Regions from separate parts of the Danio rerio genome. Here region 1 is linked to region 2. Evidence: chromatin contacts called from public HiCAR-type data. All regions are on one chromosome and are shown on one strand. The core of a region is the stretch at or near the end of the contact, and the rest is flanking DNA. Distances in the headings are between cores, read along the strand shown.

What was found. HiCAR-type assays count read pairs that join an accessible place to other places.
Region 1: a HiCAR-type map of caudal fin shows a contact between it and region 2, with 5 times the contacts expected there. The contact joins the promoter of hs6st2 here to the promoter of rap2c in region 2. A contact is called at or near these places in 2 of 18 Hi-C or Micro-C datasets (caudal fin and an unstated tissue) and 4 of 4 datasets of contacts at active chromatin or transcription factors (caudal fin, embryo, gastrula embryo and 1 more).

The regions. Positions count from the first base shown.
Region 1 is chr14:35,593,722-35,597,587 of GRCz12tu, reverse strand. hs6st2 (heparan sulfate 6-O-sulfotransferase 2) reads left to right here and starts at 1,334. Exons shown (of 2, transcript NM_194421.2): 1 at 1,334-2,155. The coding sequence starts at 1,596.
Region 2 is chr14:35,489,160-35,493,160 of GRCz12tu, reverse strand. It overlaps rap2c (RAP2C, member of RAS oncogene family), which reads left to right and starts at 2,256. Exons shown (of 3, transcript NM_001007055.1): 1 at 2,256-2,564. The coding sequence starts at 2,292.

The sequences.
Region 1 (3,866 bases), core at 85-2,584, 110 kb before region 2:
AAATATTTTAAAAAAGAAGAAAAAATTAAAGGGGGCTAATAATTCTGACTTCAGATGTATATTAAGACATTTTTTAAGTTTATTTTTTGATAAGTGTGCATTGCTATACTTCATTTACACGCTTACCTTATGCTTAATTGGCTCATCAGAATGAACCGCTTATTTTAGATCAACCCATCTCTGGGAAAGAATCCTGGTGTGACTTCAGTTAATCAGTTTTCTTCAATGCAAACAATTAATTTTCAAGAGTCCAACATCCAGCTGTGTAAAACATATAATCTGATGTAAGTGGTCATCTTTTGCTACTATATTGTTTTTAAACAGGGTAAACATTTTACAAGTGACTTATTCTAAATCTTGGACCTTATTCTTGAAAGAAAACATGACCAATAAAAAAGTGTGAAGCACCAAAAGCAGCCCATATTAAAATAAGTTGTTATAATCATGTACTTTTTTTTTACAAGTGAGGCTGGAAAAGGTGTGAAGCTCATAATTATTGTGTTTTATTTTTTTATTATTCAAATGGCCAAATTCTGACCGAGGAAAGTTGTGCTGGCCAGTTTGTTAGCCTAATAAATGACAATAGTTTTTAATTTAAAACTTTTTTGTATTGATATTATGATGTAATAAATTTACATATTTTAAAAATACTGACAATACCATCGACAAGCTAATTCAGCTAAAAATAATGTAACCTAAATTCAGAGTTTATAGTTTAATAGAAAATGAGGCAAATAACTGGAAAGAGGTACACATTTTTTTTTTTTTTTTGGCAAAAAAACAAAACAAAATAAGAATCACCCCTTTCACCAAGCTGGTTACTAAAAAAACTGCTTAAACCAGCCTGCTTCAAGCTAGTCAACCAGCCTGGCTTTAGAGGGGTATTGGCTATTTCCAGGCTGGTTAGGCTGAAAAATGACCAGCTAAAACCAGTTTGACCGGCCAAAACCAGTATATGTTATATAAGTATATATTACAAGTATGTATTATATAACAAGTATATATTATTTAATAAAACATTAACTAATAATTTATGATTAATATGATGCAAAATTATATGAAAATATATAGTTTTTATTTAATAAATATTAAATATATAGTTAATTTTATTATATTTTATACACAATTAAACAATTAGTATTACCATTAAATACACATAAAGCAGTTTAAATCACATACAAATATCAAACTGATTTTAATTAAATGTAAAAAAAAGACAATATTACACAATAAAAGTATTCCTATGGACTTTTATTTTGAAGAGTGGTGTACGGATGTGGGCGTTGTATGTGGACTACTGGGAAAACGAGGAACTGGGAAGAGCGAGTACGAATTTGTGGCAGAGGTAAACAGCAGAAGTTATCGAAGAATCACAAAGCAATCCGATGTAAGTTCGGACTACAAAGCCTCGTGAAAACATGTAGACACCGACTAGACTCGCTTCAATCAAACGAACATCCACCAGAAGCGCTGGGCGTGTTCGTGTTTTGATGTGCTCGAGTCACAGGTTTTGTTCAACATTCCTCCTGGCCGACGCGACGCGGTGAGCGAGCCGCCGCACAACCGAGTAATGCTTTCACTTTTCCAGCGAGAAGATGGATGGGAAATCCAACTACAGCCGGCTACTCATCGCGCTGCTGATGATTCTGTTTTTTGGCGGAATTGTACTGCAATACATATGTTCAACATCCGACTGGCAGTTACTACACCTGGCATCATTGTCCTCGAGGCTGGGGAGTCGCGCGCCCGGAGATCGCTTGAACGGAGCCGGTGCGGGAGATCCGTACAGCTCGGAGGACGGTGCTTTGGTTCGCTTTGTGCCTCGTTTTAATTTTACCACTAAAGACCTTAGTCGCGCGGTGGATTTCCACATTAAGGGGGACGATGTTATTGTGTTCCTCCACATTCAAAAAACCGGAGGGACCACATTCGGCCGTCACCTGGTCCGCAACATCCAGCTGGAGAGGCCGTGCGAGTGCCATGCGGGCCAGAAGAAGTGTACCTGCTACCGGCCGGGCAAACGCGACACCTGGCTGTTCTCCCGCTTCTCCACCGGCTGGAGCTGCGGTCTGCACGCGGACTGGACCGAGCTCACCAACTGCGTGCCTTCCTTCATGAGCAACCGGGAGTCCCAGGAGAGACGCATGACTCCTAGGTGAGACTTATTAGTATACCAAACTAATTTAGTGTCTTAATGAGTTTAAATGCGTCTCGATAAACTAACTTGTTTCTTTTGTTGTGTTATGGTGTGTTGTATGGCGTCACGGTGCGCTTCGCCACTCCTTCCTCTCATATTGTTCTCGCTCTGAAACCTCTTAGCAAGTCAATTATGCGGAGACAAAAGGACTCCAACAGGTCAGGTTTAACCCCGGAGTGTCTGCTTTCATTCAGCGCATTCCTGCAACAGGGGACCCATCATCATAATCATTCACCCTTTCAGACACCCCGGAGGGCAGACAGCCTGCTGGCACCAGAACATCTGCCATTCTCTCAGGCCTGTCCTTTAAATAAACCCCCTGTAGCATTATGAGACCCACAGTGTTTGATAATGTTCGCATTTGGAGACTCGTGTTATATAAACCACGAGTCTCCAAATATAAAGGCTGTGCCTTAGCGCCCCTCCAGTGCTGATATACAGCCATAGCACACTGCTACAAGTGTGATATTGCGTTTAGACAACAGTTCGACGGCACAATCTTGTACATAAAAAAGAAAATCAAACACAGAGTCTAAAACTCTTGTATTAGGAGCTACTTTCTTCCAATATTCATTCACACATGCAGCTGACGTCAGAACAGCAGAAGCTGTAACTTATTTACCAAAGTCACTTTAGAGCTAGTATTTGAATGATTCTCTATAGTATAATGTGAAGCGGCGCTTCTAGTGTGTGACCCCTTAAGGTGATGACAAAAGAGCAAATTTTGCTTACATTTTAAGATTATAAGGCTGAACGTGACATTAAATGCCAACCGTCTACATAGATTTCTCACCAGACTGCTGTTGTGTTTGCGATAAGGAGGGACAAGGCTGAATCAAGTTTCTTATTCGCAGCTTCTTAGTGACTCTATCCAGTCCACCTTAAAAACCACGAGGCTTCCGTTTTTAGTTTTTTATTCGCGCTCAAGAGAACACACTGAGCAAGGGCTACTGTGCGGTTCTGGCGCCATCTTGTGAATAGACAAAGGCAACCGTTTTTGGCCACCGACAAGCTCTCAGAAACTATAAATATTTTAAAATAGGCGCTATTCTTACAAATAAATTGCTTAGTTGCAATCTAAACAACTACATTCTCGACAAAAAAAAGTACATTTTGTTGTCTAACAACAGTGATATTTGTCAAACTGTAGCGTCTCTGCTTGTTGCTTGCTGTATGTGGGCGGTCTAACACACAGAGGTGAAGGGTGAAGAGGCCTTTGTGTGATGTTACTGGCAAAATATCGCACGACTATCAGCCAATCAGATTCAAAAACCAGACAAAACTGTTGTGTGTGTGTGTATGTGTGTGTGTGTGTGTGTATGTATATATATATATATATATATATATATATATATATATATATATATATATATATATATATATATATATATATATATAAAAAGAAGTCTGCGGTTTAAATATTTGGGGTTCTCTCAGAGAAGTGAATTTGTTTGATTAGCAAGGATGATCACAAGTGACAGCAAAGAGCTATGTTACATGTGATTAATATTACTTATGATTTATTGAAGCATGCCAAAAGGTGAATCACAGTCACTGATTGTGAAATTGATGAGAAATGGCTTTTGAGCATAAATCAGCATATTGAGAAAAGAAAGAAATGAAACATGGAGTAATTTGTCTCTCATCACTGTCCCAGGAATAATTATCA
Region 2 (4,001 bases), core at 1,007-3,506:
CCTATTTCATAACTTGTTTTAATTTGTTGATTCTGCTTAGAATGGATGTGCATCTGCCGTTACAAAAACATCACAAATTCTTTCAGCTCATAGTTTTTTTCTTTTACATTTTTGTGATAGCACTGTGATTTCTGGCGGATGTTTATTGGAGAGAATGAGGCGCGTCCTCAACGGGTCCGCCTCATTTCCGCGAATCGGTTCTTTTGAACTGTTCGTTTTAAAGAGTCGGTTTTGCATTCCCTTGCGTCATAGCGTAATTGCGTCACAGCGTCGTCTCCTGCTGACGTGCTGTACATTTTTTATATATATACTTTATTTTGTATTAACAATGCTTGAACACTAGCAGAAAGGCATTAATTCTTTTTAAATTTACACAAAGACTTAGATAATAATCAATTCACGCTTTCCATCCTCATTAATAATACAACATATATAAATAAATAAAAAACAAAAAAACAATGCTAAAGAAAACTAAGTAGGGGAGTTAAAGTTCTCAAAATATTAAACCAAAATCTTGTAATGATGAATATACATATCTTGCTTTTTGTCTTTTAATCTCTCATAATGTCTTCAAATATATCACAAATACTTCTTTAAACACCACATCTTGGAACGTGCTGTACATGTTCTGAAAACGTTTTTTTTTTTTTTCAATAAGGATATTTATGTGTGTTATTTTAGATTAGTTTCAGTCATTATTAAGTGTAAAAATCAAACTTATTTATTAAAAAAAACATCTATGGAAAAAGACCACTTGAAAATGTCTGTTTTAAGCTGTATTTATCTGTGGGTTGTGAAGTTCATTTTTGTTTTAATCTGTAAAGGTAACTGATATTGATAACAATTGTCATTTACCATGTTCTTAGAAATATTGCAGTAAAAATGTTTAATGTTTACCAATAAATAACTCTGTTATTCTGCCATATACTCACTTTGTTTTACTTTTCCAAGGTATAAACACTGTTTAAAAATAAATACAAGCACAGAGGGTCTGTGTAACCTTTCAGTTAAATCATGCAAAAATGACAAATTTGTCATTTTAAATTGGGAAAATGTTGACAGAATAAAACAAAAGTTACGGTTTTTATTATTTATTTAACACTTTTTATTTTTACATGTTACAAACACATCAAACTCCCCTTGTAGAAATAATAATAAATAAATAAATGAAAATAATAATAAAATAAAACCAAATTATGTCTACATTTATGCAACACTCTCAGTGTTAAAAACAAAAGTGATGTATTATTGTCCAGAGCTAGCAAGGGTGATCAGTTTAGCTCTAGCTGGACAGTTTTAATAGCAGAAAAAAAGGGACTTCCAAATTTGTTCTGTTGTCTTTGATGGGAGTCTCTTCTCTAGTTTCAAGAATTTCGTTTTTCTCAAACATAATTATTAATCATAAATCCAGGGAAGTGATTTTTAGGTGGTGTTTTAATTGCTAGCTTTAATCTGATTTTTATGTTTTAAAATAATCTATTTACCAATTTATATAGCAGCCTGTTGACAAAATTGTTATACAATAAAGTATTCTACTATTATTATTCATGATTTTTTTTTTTTTTATGGTTTTAATTTTTGTGTGTGTGTTTGAATTGAGCATGTCCGAAACAGAAGGTTCAAAAATGACTCGAGAACTACCGATTCAACTGATTCTCAAAAAAGAATCGACTCAGAGGAGCCGTTGACGCCAGTGTGCGAGAGCTCCGCTGCGGGGCCGCTGCTTCTGCTTCTGTCTGGGGCCGATATGCAGAGGCGGGCCGGGGGAAAGACACACCAGAAGGGAAGGCGATGCAGGATTCCGAGACAGAGTGTATGAGTTGATCATCTAAGAGAGAGAAAACCCGGTGACTAACGTACATCCGTCGCATATTAAAGCAGGAAAGGGCCGTTTGTGTGCGAGTTCAGCCTCGCTCTCCTCCTGAAGCACTAGCCAGCTAAAGCTAGTCATGTAGCGCTCCATTCACACGGACGCCAAACATGGACACGACTACACACAATACTTGTGTTTTATACCGCCTGTGTGGCTAACAAACTCTTTGACGAACGGATCCCGATGGAGATAGAGTGCAGATGGAGGGGCGTTGTGGATTTAGCTAGATATTCACCCAGAAAAAGCAGTATCCTCTGTTGAATCTCTGCTTTGATTTCCTCGAACCCGTGAAAAGTGCTCCTCTGGTGTTGTTTTGATCATTAAAGGCCTCGATAAGACGTGCTGTGGTATTTTTATGTTTTTATGGCCGGTGTTGAGCAGATAAAGTTAGCTGTAGCTTAAGCGTGGATCAGACCAAATGAAGGAGTACAAGGTGGTTGTGCTGGGCAGCGGCGGCGTGGGCAAGTCCGCACTCACGGTCCAGTTTGTGACCGGGACATTCATCGAGAAATACGACCCGACCATCGAGGACTTCTATAGGAAGGAGATTGAGGTGGATTCGTCCCCCTCCGTGCTGGAGATACTGGACACCGCCGGGACCGAGCAGTTTGCATCCATGCGAGATCTGTACATTAAAAACGGGCAAGGCTTCATTTTAGTCTACAGCCTTGTCAATCAGCAGTCATTTCAGGTGAGTAACACTGTGTTAGTACAGCTAATGGGCCCTTGAGGTTTAGATTAGGCCATTATTATACATTTTATTGCCGTAATAGCACAGTTGGGGCTAGATGATAGCTCTAGCAAGAGAACTTCTGTGATTCAGAGTTCACCAAACACTTGAGATGTAAGTTACTGTAGCTGACATCAAATCATAAATTGTGCATTTCAAAGTAGTTCAGGGCTTATATGCAACAGGTTACAGATGCACTATTCTCAACCTTGGTGATCTCACACACCACTCTTTATAGTTTTGTGTGTTTTCTCATTAATTATTCAACTTTTCTATCTTACAAAGCAGGTACGTTGTTCACATGAGGGGCATAAATAATTTATTTGAGGGGAGAAAAGAGCCAAGCAAAACATTGGATGGGATCCTGATACAAATATGTTTTCCACTATTAACCAGACAGTTTGAAGGCAGAGATGCTCAATTTGTTTGTACAACTAGTAAAGTAGCATTAAATGAAAGGAAAGAAAAAATGTCTTCCAGTGAAAATTACAAACCGCTCAAGTCACCAGTGGCATTTTCAATTATAAAAATGAAAACCTTTTCAGCATTTTGTCCTCTCATTTACATAACAACTGCATTGACACTTAAAATGCTCGATTTAAACTTGGCAAATATGTTTTAAAGTGCAGCTTTTTGGTTGTTGTTTTTTTTAAATGTCCATATTTGGTGTAAACTACAAAATCGCACACATTTCACACATTCAACAGTAACTAAAACAACAATGGTGGACTACAGGACTGACAGATGTAGTTTGTGTTCTTTGCAAAGTGACAGCCATTTACTGGCCTCGCATGAACAATGCAGTGCTTTTGTCATTTATACAGATCTGTGGTAACCACAGGTGTTCCTGGAAGGCTGTGGCTTTGCACAGTTTTGCTTTTATGTAATGTAGTGTAGTGTGTATTTATATTGCGCATATATCGTGCATGGCCATACACCCAAAGTGCTTCACAATCTTGAAGGGGGTCTGTCCATACCAACACCAGTGAGCAGCATCCACTTGGATGATACGACGGCAGCCACAGGACAACTGTGCCAGTGTGCTCAACATACCCCAGCCAAAGGTGGGGTAGAGAGATGGTAATAGAGCCCATTTGGTGGATGGGGATGATTGGGAGGCCATGATGGGCAAGGGCCGATGGTGGGAATTTGGCTCGGACACAGGGGTTATACCCCTACTCTTTATGAGAAGTGCTATGAGATTTTTAATGACCACAGAGAGTCAGGACCACGGTTTACTCACTGACAGTATAGTGTCCCCTTCACTTTACTGGGGCGTTACGCTTCACACAGACTGTAGGTTGAGTTCCCCTGTTAGTCGCACTAACACCACTTCCAAAAGCAACCTATTTTTCCCATGTGGTCTCCCGTCCAGGCTCAGCCCTGCTGAAGTTCAGT